2 separate regions of the Hordeum vulgare genome follow, and region 2 is linked to region 1. The links are chromatin contacts, called in public Hi-C maps. All regions are on one chromosome and are shown on one strand. The core of a region is the stretch at or near the end of the contact, and the rest is flanking DNA. Distances in the headings are between cores, read along the strand shown.

Region 1 (7,146 bases), core at 2,685-5,184:
TATAATCAAGTTTGGACGTGAAGAAGCCAACTTAGCATTCTTCATCAGATGCAATGACAGTTTTGCATGGAATAGTTTGTCAATGATTTTTTTGGGCTTTTCTGATAAACATGAAAATTTCCTTATTTCTAATAAAAATTTAGGTTTACTTAAAAATTGGAACACTTCTTAAAGAATCTTGAATGTTATGAAAATGTTCCAAGTCTCGGTCAACCTGTATATGCATGTCACTGTTTGGTGGATTGACAATGACAGGAAGAAAGTTGCAAGGTGCAGGGCGGAGAGTAAGTGTCATGAGATCAATCAATCAATCCATCCATCCATCATCACAGAGGAGAAGAAGGAACGAAATGCATATGTGACTCTAGGAATTAAGATGAAGATTGCTGTCAAAATCTCTGAACTTCACCACACATGCAAATTAAGTGTGAAACTTTTCTCTGTTGTTGAATCAAAGTTTCTACTTCTATTGGACACCAGATTTTGTCACACCACTGCTAACTAACTAACCTTGAGTCCTTGACCAGAAAGAAACTATTGCAAAGTATACCAAAGAAAGAGAGTAAGAACAAGATGATGGTACCAAAGAAAGAGAGTAAGAACAAGATGATGATGATGATGATGATGATCGATTAAGCATCCCAGGGATGGAGCTCGGGCAGCTTGGCCAGCCTCACCATGCTCTGCTCGACGACGCCATTGGACCGCTTGCAGGACAGCACGCCGAGCCCACGCCCGAGCACGCCCCACCGCCTCTGAACCTTGTTGGGCTCCCTCGCGGCGCCGCTGGCCTTCTCCTTCGCGCCGTCGCCGCCGCTCTTGGTGCAGGCCAGGTACGCCGCGAGGAACGGGCCGTCCTCCGGTCGGACGGCCCTCGAGAAGCCCCTCGCCGCCGGCCTGCCGGGCGGCGGCGGCACCGACAGCCGCCTCGCCAGCGCCGGCACCTTCCTCTGGCCCTCCCACACGCCACCACCACGTGCTTCCGCCGGCTTCTTCATGGCCGGGTCGTGCTTCCACGACAGGTCGACCTTGCACCATGCCAGCCGCTCGAGCCGCCGCGTTGATCCGATCCGGATACTGCGCGAGTGGTTTGCGGGTCGAATAGGCAAAACTGCAGGGGTGTTTGTGTAAGAACAAAATGACGGAAGACGGTTCGTTGTGACTTAAAATTGAACTGCGGGTTTATGAACAGAAAACGGAAGGACCTTTTTGCAAAAATGCCACGACGGACGACCAGAAACCCTATTTGCTTTATTATTATGGAGAGATATGCTCTCTTTTCAGCATTGATATGCCTACAAATTTCCGGACATGTGTATATACAAAATCATCCGTAACAGTATGGACCACAGATAAACCTCACGCCATACGCACGCACTGTATCTCAAGAGGAGACCCAAGCAGACCAAAAGATTCAGGTACGTTTTCATCGAAATTCGCTGGCTGTTTTCAGACAACGACATGTTTTTTTTTTCGTACTCGCGTGCGCTCAGTTCGCGGGGCAAGCAACGGAGCCACCGGGCATATTTTCGTTCACGAAACCAAAAGGAGAAAGGAAGAAGAGAGAGCAAGTGGGCACTTGGTCGGAACAGCCGACGTGACAGTCGACACGCTGTCCACGGCCACACGCCGGCCCGCACGGCGACGCGGGACACCGGATCGGGGCGAGCCACGCCCCCTCCCTCCATGTGAGGCTCTGAAACTGGGAGGCGCCTTTTCCTCCCTTTCTTTTTCGTACTCGCCGGCGGGCCCCACTCCCCAATCTACTCCCGCCGTATCGTAAACAAGCAATTTTTACGTGAACGCTCACCCGTACGTACTCCACACCGCGCCTGTCACAGCGTGACGACGCAAGCAAAATCATAGACTAATCGAAAGATCGAGTTCAAAAGACGATTTGAACTGCGCTAGCGGACAAGCGATCGTGGCCCGTCCGTCTCGCTGTCAGACGCGGCCATGCACAGCGCGGATTCAATACGGCATGTGCCGCCGTGGCCACAGGGCGGCAAAGGTGCTGTGGACGGGCCGCCGTGCATTTGACGAATGGCCATGCACCTGCCTGTGCAGTGTGCACGTACCTACGACCCGAGTACGTACGTACGTATGGTTGCGCGGTATCGGCTGCGCCCCGTTCCGTCCAAGACAGGCGACATGACATGACATACATGGTCACGCGACGTCGTATTTCCCCAGCTGTGGCGCAGCCAGCGTACCAATTCCGGTAGTAGCAGCAGTCGTCGAAAGATTGTTCCTGCTTACTCGTAAAGACATTTCCGCCAGGTCCAATCATCACTACTTCCATACGGTATGAGCAGGAAGTGAATGGGTGAAAGAGACGCAGACGGCGACGCGGCCCTCCAAAACCTTATATATATAAAAAAAAACACGGCTGCTGGCCTCCACCATGATGCCATCAGTTTGTAGGAAACGGAATGAAGCCCAGCGCCGGGTGTGAAGGAACGATGGAGCGAGCGGAAACGGCAGGGCCTCCATTTATGTGCGCGCGCACGGGATGCCACTGCCAGTCCTCGCCGCGACCTGCGCGCGCGCAGCGCAGGGCAAAGGCCAGCGCGCGTGCACGCGAAAGGCGGTGAAAAGAGAGCAGCAACGGCGGCCAACCAGGCGCGCGCGGGCGGCAAAAGCCCCCGTGCATTCCCCCACAGGGTCGTCGCGTCTTTTCGCGCCATATCATCCATCATCCGTGGGCATCAGCGCCGGTCACACTTGGCTTTCGTTCGGCTTTTCCCCCTGCCCCTGCGACCGAATTCGTTTCGCGGCCTCGACCACGATCGTGAGCTCCAAGCGCTCTCGCCGCGGCCGCGCGAACGGATGACCGGCGGCCGGGAGACCGACCCGCACGGTCGCGAGTTGATCCGATCGGGCACGCACGTAGCACCGGCTGACGCGGCAGCGGCCGGGGGACAGACAGCGGCCGTCGCGCGCCCAACAACAAGCAAACAGAGCAGGTGGGCCCTACGGAGAGTGACGTGGAAATTGCAGTTTATCCGCATCATTTGTTTTTCATTTCATTTCACGTATGCTGGATTATCATTCGACTGTGCGTGACAGGGGAGTATTTCACGCTCCATTTTTTTGGGTTTGATCACTCCAGTGGAGGCCGAGAGGGAGGAGGAAAGCGACGGCGAGCGGGGGCGAGGGAGGATGACGGGGAACGCCCCGATAGGGATGCTCCCGCTCCGTGCGGCTCGTCCCAGAAAAAGCTACTCGTTCGTGTTTGCAGAACCAAAATAAGTAATTGGCGCTAGTTAGGGCCAGCACAATTACTTGGACAACAATAATCTCTGAAGCAGCGAAAAGAGAGAAGAATACTCGTGTTTACTCGTACATGGCAGTGGGGCAAACGACAAGGATCTGGGAGTAAACAAACCTTGTGAAGCGACGGAAAGGCGAGCGAGGCGAGGCGAGGCTAGCTCCCGCTTTAGCTTGGCTACGGGGTATCAAACGGAGTATAAAAATGTCGGGCCGGGCGCCATTCTTATCGCGAAAGGCCGCCGCAGCGGCAGCAGCGGCCGCGGCGAGGGAGCAGGACAAAGCGGGCCGGGACGGCGACCGGAGTGGGCGCCGCCCGCGCGGGGCCCCTCCCGGTCAGCACCCCAGATCGCGGCCGCTCCGGTCAATCAATCACAGACAGATCCACCCGGCCACGAAATTACCGCGCAGCACAGTAGTTTCTTACCGTCAGATTGATTGAACGACGGCACTGTTTGGTATTCCTATCCGTCCGTCCGTCCAGAGAGCACAGGAAGAAGGCAGAGAAAAGAAAAGGCGGAAAATAAAGGGCGAGAGCGAGGCGGTCAGTGACAGAGGCGGTGGATCGGGTTTTATAAATGGGGGCCACGGAGATCCAGATCTATCCCGCCTGAAACAAACCCCAAACCAAAAACACCGCAGCAGCAGATAAAAACACCGCAGGACAGACCGCGGCAGCCAGGCAGTGGCATTTTGCGGGGACGCCCCCGCGAGTTTTCTTCCGTCACTGGCGAGGCCCCTCGTCCTCTCCCGGGGAAAAGGGACGGCGGCCAGCCCAGCTTATACATAGGGAGATTGGGATACAGCGCGAGGGCCAAGGAAGGGAAGGGAAGGTGCGCACCACCCTCGTGCCGCTGCTGCAACTAGTATAGCCCGCTCGCTCGCTAGCAAGCTAACCCGCGAAGGACCTCTGGGGATTGATTCATGGAGTCGCTCGTCTCCGGCTCGAGCCATCTCTCTAGCTAGCTAGTCGTTGGTTGTTGTTGTCGTGCGAGGAAGGAGGGAGGAGGAGGAAGGGGGTGTGAGGTTGTTTGCGGGCTAGGGTTGGTTGAGCGGGCTTCGTCGATCGGCATGGACGCCTACGAGGCGACCAAGGTGGTGTTCGCGCGGATCCAGGGGCTGGACCCGGACCACGCGGCCAAGATCATGGGGCTGCTGCTCATCCAGGACCACGGCGAGAAGGAGATGATACGCCTCGCCTTCGGCCCGGAGGCGCTGCTGCTCGCCGTCATGGCCAAGGCGCGCAAGGACCTCGGCCTGCTCCCGGCGTCCTCGGGCCCCGGCACGCCCACCTCCGCCGCGGCCACCGGCCACTCGCCCTTCATGCTCTCGCGCCAGAACTCCGGCCGCGGCGGCGGAGGCACGGCGCCCTCGCCGCTCTCGGTCTCGTCGCCCTCCTCGTGGGCCCCGCCCCCGGTGTTCTCGAGGAGCAACAGCGTCAGCAATGGCAGCGCCGCGGAGGAGATGGCGGGCGTCGGGGAGGAGCTGATGAGTCCAGCCAACGGCCCGCAGTCGCCCTTCTTCGGCGGGGGCGGGGACTCGCTGATCCTCGACGAGCTCCACCTGCAGGACCAGCTCGCGTTCCTCAGCGAGGGAGGCATGGGCGGGGGAGGGCGCCAGCTCCCGCTGTTCGACAACGGCGAGTGCCGCAGCCCCAGCGGCGGCGACGGAGGGCTCTTCCCGTACGGCGCCGGGTGGGCCAACGGCGGGCCGGGGCACCGCAGGAGCGCGTCGGTGAGCGAGCTCTGCTTCGGGGGCGGCGACGGCCTCGGCTGGAAGCCGTGCCTCTACTACGCGCGCGGGTACTGCAAAAACGGGAGCGCCTGCCGGTTCGTGCACGGCGGCTTCCCCGACGACCTCGCCGGCGCGAAGATGGACCAGGCCGCCGTGGAGCAACAGTGCCAGGACTTCCTCCTCCGCTCCAAGTCCCAGCGCCTGGCCGCGGCCGCCGGCTTCGCCTACTCGCCCACCGGCTCCCTCCCTGGCTCCCCCTCCGCGGCGAGCAAGTGCCTCAGCTTGCTCCTGCAGCAGCAGCAGCAGCAGCAAAACGACGGCCAAAGGTAAATACCCACCACCCTCGCCACCTACGAGCTCCTCGCTCTCGTTTCTACCGGCCGGCAGCTCACCGGTTGCTCTCCGATTCGCAGGGCCGCGGCCGCGGCTGCCGCAGCGGCGTTGATGCTGGGCGGCGACGAGGCGCACAAGTTCATGAACCGCCCCCGTCTCGACCGCGGCGACTTCGCCAGCATGATGAACCCGGGGTCCCGGCAGATTTACCTCACCTTCCCGGCGGACAGCACCTTCCGCGAGGAGGACGTCTCCAACTACTTCAGGTAACTTCACCGTGCTCGCCCGCACACCACAGCTCTACCTCCGCTCCGGCTGCAAGCCTCGCCGGTATTAACCTTGCTCTTCCTCCGAACCGCAGCATCTACGGCCCTGTCCACGACGTGCGCATCCCCTACCAGCAGAAGCGCATGTTCGGGTTCGTCACCTTCGTCTACCCGGAGACGGTGAAGCTGATCCTGGCCAAGGGCAACCCGCACTTCATCTGCGACGCGCGCGTGCTCGTCAAGCCCTACAAGGAGAAGGGAAAGGTCCCCGACAAGTTCAGGCAAGCCCATGGCGATCCATCTTTGCCGCTTGCTTCCGGCAGCAGTAACTAACCACAACATCCCCATGACCATTTATTTTCCGCTGCTGCTCTGCAGGAAGCAGCAGGGCGAGAGAGTGGACTTCTCCAGCTGCGGGTCTCCAACCGGGCTGGACGCCAGAGACCCCTTCGATCTCCACCAGATTGGTTCGTCATTGTGACATTCAGTTGCTAGCTGCAGCTTCAGTGTTTGTTGATTGTTTTGATGCATGATAAGTGAGTGTGTGCTGGATTGGATTCCAGGTGCGAGGATGCTGCAGCACTCCAACAGCGCCAACGAGATGCTGCTGAGGAGGAAGCTGGAGGAGCAGCAGCAGGCGGTGGAGCTGCAGCAGGCGATCGAGCTTCAGAGCCGGCGCCTCATGGGGCTGCAGATGCTCGACCTCAAGACACGCTCGGCCGCGGCTGCCGCCGCCGCCACCGCGCCGACTCCCATCGCCAAGCCGTTCAGCCCCACCCACACGACTGCCACCACCCCTACCCTCGAGTCGCCGCCCGATTCCGGTATTACCTGTGTGTGGCCAACAGAGAACAGCTTATTTACCTGGCCACAACAGATGCAGTGTTGCTCACATTTGCTGTGCTGATCTTCTTGTAACAGGGGAGCAAGGCAATGGCTGCGGCTTCCTTTTTCCTCACAAGAATGCGGTCAACGGAGCTGATAAGGATGAAACCTCAGGCGATTCCACCACCAGCCCTAACACTGACAGTGACCAAAGGTGGAATTTAACGCTAAACAAATCACCATCATCATCACCATTTGTTCCTTTCATCACACTTAGCTTTCATCCAGCAGTGCAGGGAAGTAAGCATTTCACCAAACTGATCTTTTAGCCCCTTGTGCTAATCCTGCAGCGCGGAGCATAATCTCCCGGACAGCCCGTTCGCGTCGCCAACCAAGTCGGGGGCATTCGCCCGTGATGCTTTCGCGCGAACCGATGCGGAGATCGCCGCCGCCACCGCTTCGACTGGTTGCAACGCAGCCTACAACGGCAATGGCACCAGGAATGGCGGCATTACTAACCATCTCCTGCCCCCTGCATTGGACATACCTTCACCAAAACCTTACTTCTTCCCCATGTCCAGGTGTGCTTAACACTATCTGTATGGCCTGTACATAGTTGATGGTTCCATTTACTATTGCAAATCGTGTGTTGTGGGGTAGCATGATTGGTTTTCTGAGAGTATCATGGATGCAGGCTGTCCTCCGATCACGGCGCGAT
Region 2 (7,146 bases), core at 2,713-5,212, 460 kb before region 1:
AATGCGCCTTCCAATGGCGTCTGGCTGCAGTACAATTGATGCCGTAATCCTTGTGTCCTTGCGTATGAACCTATACTGTATGGGGAGGGGAGGCTGGATGAACTGACCGGGTGACAAAATGGCGACTTCAGGGGATGCACAGACAAGAACCGGCTACCCCTAAATTCAAAACTTCTCCTACGGTGGTCACGCCCACGCTCCCACGTTGATGCTTCCGTTGTAGCTACACTGGTGCTGCCTATGATGAAGATGCAACCTCGATGGCGCTTCCGAGCGGCCATGCTGCTTCAACGAACGCGTCGCTGTAAGGAACCTTCTTTACCAATGTCATCTCCTGTTGGGGATCAACACCTGCAAGATGGAAAGCGAAACGAATGAGATGTGTCTGCCATAGATGTACATGACTATAGACATTTTTACTTTGTACCAAGACTCTTACCAAATCCATCCACAAGCAGGGTGTACTGGTAAACAAGATCCATGCAAATGTATGGAACGTTATCCTTCTGGACAGCAGGGTAGCTAGATTGGGCGTCGTTCACGTTCAATTTACAAGCACGCTTGGCAGCTTCCTCAAAGTCAGAGGGTTTGACCTTGGCAACGGCCGCATTGGAGTTAATGAAACCAGCCTGAGCAGGAATCACAGAATGCTTAGAAGTGCATTGTGAGAACAGTACTGTAGCAAACAAGTGAAATTTATCTCCAAAAGGATGACAGTGCTAGAATCACAAGTTCCATAACTTACCTCAGCTGCCCTGTCAAAGAAAAACGATGCTACAAAGAGATTCTTCTGTCCAGCACCACCACCACCATTCCAAATACCACCGAAGGAACATTTCATGTGAGTGCATGCTTCGTCTACTTTAAGAGCTTTCACAACATCAGCCCTGCATTCCGAGAAACTACTGCCAGAAGGTGCAGCCGATGCTTCAAATGTATTTCCACCATACTTATATTGCCCTAAAATCATAGATACAATTAGAATCAAGTCCTCCTATGATCAGCACAGTGAAAACAAGCATGTGATGTCATAAGCTTCTTCTGGTTTGTATTTGCTATGAGTTTTTATGGACATAATACAAAGTATAGTAATGCATGGTCATAGAAGGTTGATAAGCGGCAGAGACTAACAAGCAGAACCAATAAGATAGTTTGTCCTGTAGAGAATGGTAATGTACACAAAACAAATGTGAGAAATTCCTCCTATTGTATTGTTTCACAACATAGCAAAGCTGACTTCTTTTGGGAACAAACTTCACTGAATGGGCAGGGAACTAGTTTAGACTTTTAAGATGCAGATATACAAAAGACAATAGCAGAACAGTAAAGCAGAAGAAAGAAGTCATACCCTGGTGTCCAGCCAATACACAGTTGCTGTAACCATTGGCATTGCCAGCTTTTAAGATCTCTGCTCTAGCAGCCAGCAATCCATAGCGCAAATAACTGCAACAAATGTTCACAGTTATATTCATGATTTAAACTCATCATACCTTGGACCAGAATAATCGTGTGATGTCACTTCCATTAGTGATACACCAAAAACTTTTACCCCACAGAGCACAAGTGGATGCATGACTAAAGTCAGTTAAGATTAGGTATTGGTTGAACTGAGAGCAATATGTTTGTCTACAATGCAGTTGCCTTGAAACAGTGTTAAATACAATCATGCTTTTCTTGAGATTACCCAGCTGTTTTTTCTGATGGAGTTTTACACATTTAAATTGGAGTTATCATTAAGTTTCTCACACTCCCATTACGAATTATTTTAGGTCATTAGTGTATTGCAGGGACATGATCATTTCTTACATAATTACACTTTCCTTCTTTCAGTGATTTATGACTTGTCAATCCAATTAGACATAAACAAGATTTGCAGGATCGTACCACCATCAGGTGTTTAAATATGTTTTGATAATTATTACTTTGTGTTATGCTTAGAAACATCAGCAGAGGGTTCACAAATTACCAGGACAATAATTCGGCTAAACAGGAAGTAACAGCAAAAAGCTAACAGAAGTTATAATATCAACCTGTGGACATAAAGATGATATGTTGTCCCTTTAAGGAAAAGCTTTTTCACGTATGATTCTTCACCATCTGCCGGTTTAGGAGCCTTTTCAGCATCCTTCTCTGGGATAGCATACGCCATTTGGACAGATCCACCGCCAAGGTCAACCACACCAACTGTGTCTGCATACGTCTTTCCCAGTTTTCCCAACAGATAATTAATGGTAACCTGTAAGAATATAGAAGAGTAAATGAGAGTTATATGGTATATGTCCCTGCACTAGAAGCTAAACAAAGCAGCAAAGCTTATGACGAATTCCTAAACACTCTGCTTATTGCACGACGTAACCACTACTAGGCTTGGTTGATGGTTACCTTGAACTCTACTTGCATCCAATTTTACATATAAACCATCAAACACCAGTTCATAAATTAGAAAAATGGCATGTAGTCTTCTAAAAAACGAAATAATGCAGTGACAATATTTTTTTGCTCGAGACTCAAGAGCCTTAGAATAACATGAAACGCAACCATATGTAAAAGCAAGGCCAGCATCCTACCCATTCATATGCACCTTCCTGGGTTCCATCAAGAACTGTAACCCAATCCGGCTGGTTCTTAAATGAACTCTTTTCACGAAGAAGATCCCTAACCTGCATGTTTGTGGATGCGTTAGTATCCAGATTGATGATCAATCATGATAAATTGGTAAAGATAACCTCACTGAAACAAGAGAACAACATAATAGCTCTCAATGCAGACAATAATGATAATGATGACAATGGGACTGATATGATAGAAGACCATTTACCGCTTGCAATATCTCTTCGGATTTTCCTGCTCCCAACGCTCTTAAGCCTGCGGTGGCCTGTGAATGAAGAAGAAAGCTAAGAACATCAACGAGCACCGATTACAAAATCAATTAGTGTGAACAAACAACTCACCCCAACTCTGACCGGCGTCTGGTCGCGCAATTCGGCCGGAACCACTTCCTTGGCCTTCTCAATGAGAGAGACGAGCGATTGAGCAGCCTCGCGCGGGTCATTGGCGAACGCGCTAAGTCCAGGCTTTTTCTGCGAGAGGGGAAGTGGAACGGAATTCAGCTGACAATAACCTAGATCAGATCCAGATCCGATGGACGAACGGGCCGTCGTCTTACCTGGACGAAAAGCTCGATGTCGGTGCCAATGTGGACCAGATCCAGGTTGCCGTCGAAGCAGAAGACGTGGACGCGGCTGCCGGAGCTGCCGGCGTCGAATATGACGGCGTACTTCTTGTCCCCGGCGGCGACGGCGGCGGCCCCTCCTCCTCCGAGGGGCCTCTGGGCGGCCCCGGAGGGCGCGCGCGGCATGAGCAGGAGCACGAGCGAGACGAGGGCGAGGGGCGCGAGCACGACGAGCAGCACCCCGCGGTAGCGGTGCACGCGGTCGGCGAGCGTGTCCTGGCGGCCGGCCCCCGGCAGCTGCGAGTAGCGGCGCATCTTGTCGGCGGGCAGGAGGTGGAGGTCGGGCAAGGAGGGCGTGCGGTAGCGGATGCGGCCCCCGGGGCCGGGGGGCGACGGCTGCTTGACCGCCTCTAGATCCTCCGCGGGATCCAGCGCTCCCGTCCGTCCGCTCCGCTCCGCGCGCGTCGGCGTGGGGGAGGGGAGGGGAGGGAAGGGTCGATCTGCCTGGTGGCCGCGCAGCGCGAGCCTCGGGGTGGAGTTTTAGGCAGGCGGGCGCGCGTCGGTGGGTTTGACTTGGGGCGGGGTGGCGTCGGGATCCGGGCGCATGCTGGGGAAATGCGCGCGCCTCGGGATGTGGCGCGGTGGTCTCCCGCTGCTGTGCTGCCGCCGGGCACGCGCGCGACGGAGGTGGGGGAGGGAGGTGGCGGTGGCGGTGGCGTGCGGGAATGGCGGCGCTTTGTAGCGGCCGCGGCGGGGGTGGGGTGGGGGGTTGCTTGTGCGGGTTCGCCGTGCTCTGCCCGTGCCGGTGCGGTTGGGTTGGGTTTGCTTCGTCCGCGCGCGTGTGCGGAGTTGGCCGGACGCCACCGGAGCCGCTGTGGTGCTTGGTAATTTCTACGGTGCCTCGGTCCACGGGTGCGCCGGACCGTGATTGGTTGGTGCAGGTAATTGACCGTGTACGCGCCAACCAGAGATCGTGTTGACGTGTTGATGGATTCAGCGATCCAGTTTAGAAAAAGCTTTCTAATGCTCCATCCGTGTTAAAATATTGTACTAACTCTAATACAAAATTATACTATTAAGTTTGAGACATTTATTTTGGAACGGATGGACTACTTATTCAACAATTATCAAAGTAATAAAAATTACATCTAAATTCCCACTTAGTGACGACTCTAAACACTCGAACGAGCTAAAGGAAACCCTCCTTATGGAGGTTGAACAAAGCTTGTTGCATAACCGAATCGTAATACCAACCATCGTCTAGCAACCATCATCAATAAAACATGTATATATTGGACGTATATATTCAAACTATAAACACATGGACGCAAACTAACAAGGAGTGAATCCAAGTACTTCAACCGAAGACAAAGTCGAACAAATTTTACGAGATCCATCGAAGACTCTGGGATCATTAGAAGGAATGTCTAGGGGGTGAATAGACTACTTGACAAAATTAAAACTTAACATTTTCCTAATTTTAATGGTTGGTAGATTTTAGCAATTATAGCAAGTCAAACGCATCCTATACATGCAAGTCTACGAGTATAGCAGCGAAATGTAAAGACACGCACGTGAAAGTAATAAGTAGAGGTAGGAAGATCCAACGCAAAGGATGACACGGTGATTTTTTACGTGATTTCGATAGCTGATGCTATCGTATGCTCACGTTGATGGAGACTTCAACCTAGGAAGGGTAACGGTTGTACGAGTCCGCGGAAGGCTCCATCCACAAGGGACGTCTAACCAATCTAGAAGACACCACTCTTCACAGGGTAATAAATATGGTAAGTATGATGAACTCATTGCTCTTGTGCTTCAAAGGTAGTCTCCTCAACACTCAATCACTCTCTCACATATTTGGCTTTGGTAGAAGAGATTGATTAGGTGGAAAGCAACTTTGGGAGGCTAGAAATCAAGATCCATATGATAGGAATGGAATATCTTGATCTCAACACATTATTAGGTGGTTCTCTCATAATGGATGGGGCAAGTGTTGGTATGTTCTGAGTGCTTCCTCTATGAATGCGAGGTAGGTGGAGGGGTCTATATAGATATCTCAAAAATACAACCGTTACAACATTATTGCCCAACTCGGTGAAACCGAAGCAAAAAACTCGGTTGCACCGACTAGTGCAAAATGTGGCAATTTTTGACGTTTCGGTGAGACCTATATATAAATCTCGATGAATCCGATTTTCCTGACCTAGGCAGTTATCCAAACTTGGTGGCACCGATTTGCAAATAGGAAATTCCTATTTTCAACAAATGGTAACGAGGGAGTTGGTCACTGGTTTTCGGTTCACCAAAATCAAGACTTGGTGGTACCAAGATTATTGGTTTGGCTTTGGATTTTGTCTAGGGTAAAACTTGGTAAGGCCGATTTGGAAATGTTGTTATCATTGAATTTGAGTATTTAGACTTTGGAAAGAATATTTACGGGAGAATTTCATGAGGGTTTTTGGTGGCTAACTCTAAGCACTTGAGCAACCAGATCATCATAGACACCTCATCCCTTCTAATAGTATTGGCTTTCCTATGGACTTAAATATGATTTCTCACAAAATGCAAAATGTAGAGTCTTGAAGTTCGAAGCTTGGCCAATCTTATTCTTCTACTTCCTTAGGGCTTTTCCTCACAATCCAGCCAATCTTCTCTGTGAACTTCATGTGAAATAAACTAGATAAAGCTATTAGTTCAAGAGAAAATGTATGTTGTCATGAATTATCAAAAACACCAAGGGAGCATATGTGCTTTCAAAGACACACCTCCAAGCAACCTTCAATGATAGCTTAAAACACCATTGAAATGGGGCTAGGAAGAAAGACCATTATTACTCCCTCCATCCCATAATTTAAGAACGTTTTTCAAACTAACACGGCTTGAAAAACGTTCTCATATTATGGGATGGAGGGAGCACATCTTTAGAAAGCTGCCAACGCCTTGATTTCTTGAGCATGATACAAGACCTAAACGGAGACTAAAACACACCTAAATTTGGCGCATGAATGGAAGTGCATCTGGTGCCCCTTAGTGGTTTTGAAGTATTGAGAACAGATGGGTTAAGTGACTAATGTGTTCGTGGGAATACACACGAGACAAAGTCCCTGAATGTTTTGGTTTAACAAATAAAGATGACCCCTAAATATATATATGTACATTGAAGAATTTGGTGCGCCCTTTGAAAATTTTGAAGTGAATAATTGGAACCTTGCAGGCATTGATTTCCTAGTTTCTTTCTTCATTATTTGAGTAAACAGGGAACACCGAACTGTTAATATGGATCTAGGTGATACATTAGCGTGTTTTCGAAGTGATGCTCAAACTCAACACCTATTTTCTTGAAGTGATGACTTTGGAAATCTCATGTAGTACAGTCAAGTTCTTCAGCGACGGAGACAAAGTTCTTGTGTTCCTTGACAAAATTAGTCGGAATGAAGAATTAGAAATTTGCCACTGTGATCCTCATACCGTGAGGAATCTGAGAGTTCAAAACTCCGACCACTATTGAGCAAGTGTCACGTATCAAGTGGATTATAATCCTAACAATGGTCCTGTCCGAAGGGCATGATGGTCAAATCATGTCGGGTTACCTCACACTATAAATAGCGGACTCCATAACCATTAATTGGTTGGCTGCTCTGAGTGAGTGATTAATAAGTGTCATCTAAAGCAACATGTCTAAAAGGACGTGGATGTCGCCTAGAGGGGGTGAATAGGCGCTTTAAAATAATTACGTTTTAGGCTTGAATAAATGTGTAATAAAACTACTGTTTAATTAGTCAAGCACAAAACCTAAACAACTAGTGTCACCTATGTGCACCAACAACTTATGCTAAGCAAGAAAAATGACTAAGTGATAGCAAGATATATAACATGAAACAATATGTTATCACAAAGTAAAGTGCATAAGTAAAGGGCTCGGGTAAGAGATAACCGAGGCACGCGGAGACGACGATGTGTCCCCAAGTTCA

The links. Hi-C and Micro-C count contacts between places; a contact is called where the count stands out from the background.
Region 2: a contact with region 1 is called in a Hi-C map of seedling, with 4 times the contacts expected there. The contact joins the promoter of LOC123424692 here to the promoter of LOC123424690 in region 1. A contact is called at or near these places in 2 of 6 Hi-C or Micro-C datasets (leaf and seedling).

What each region holds. Positions count from the first base shown.
Region 1 is chr2H:37,070,179-37,077,324 of MorexV3_pseudomolecules_assembly, reverse strand. LOC123424690 (zinc finger CCCH domain-containing protein 53-like) reads left to right here and starts at 3,934. Exons shown (of 9, transcript XM_045108354.1): 1 at 3,934-5,330; 2 at 5,418-5,603; 3 at 5,699-5,884; 4 at 5,982-6,070; 5 at 6,167-6,436; 6 at 6,525-6,642; 7 at 6,779-7,009; 8 at 7,123-7,146. The coding sequence starts at 4,342.
Region 2 is chr2H:37,527,806-37,534,951 of MorexV3_pseudomolecules_assembly, reverse strand. LOC123424692 (probable apyrase 2) reads right to left here and starts at 3,962. Exons shown (of 9, transcript XM_045108357.1): 1 at 3,167-3,962; 2 at 2,952-3,080; 3 at 2,819-2,875; 4 at 2,568-2,660; 5 at 2,031-2,236; 6 at 1,349-1,443; 7 at 746-960; 8 at 440-629; 9 at 1-351. The coding sequence starts at 3,487. The coding sequence ends at 239.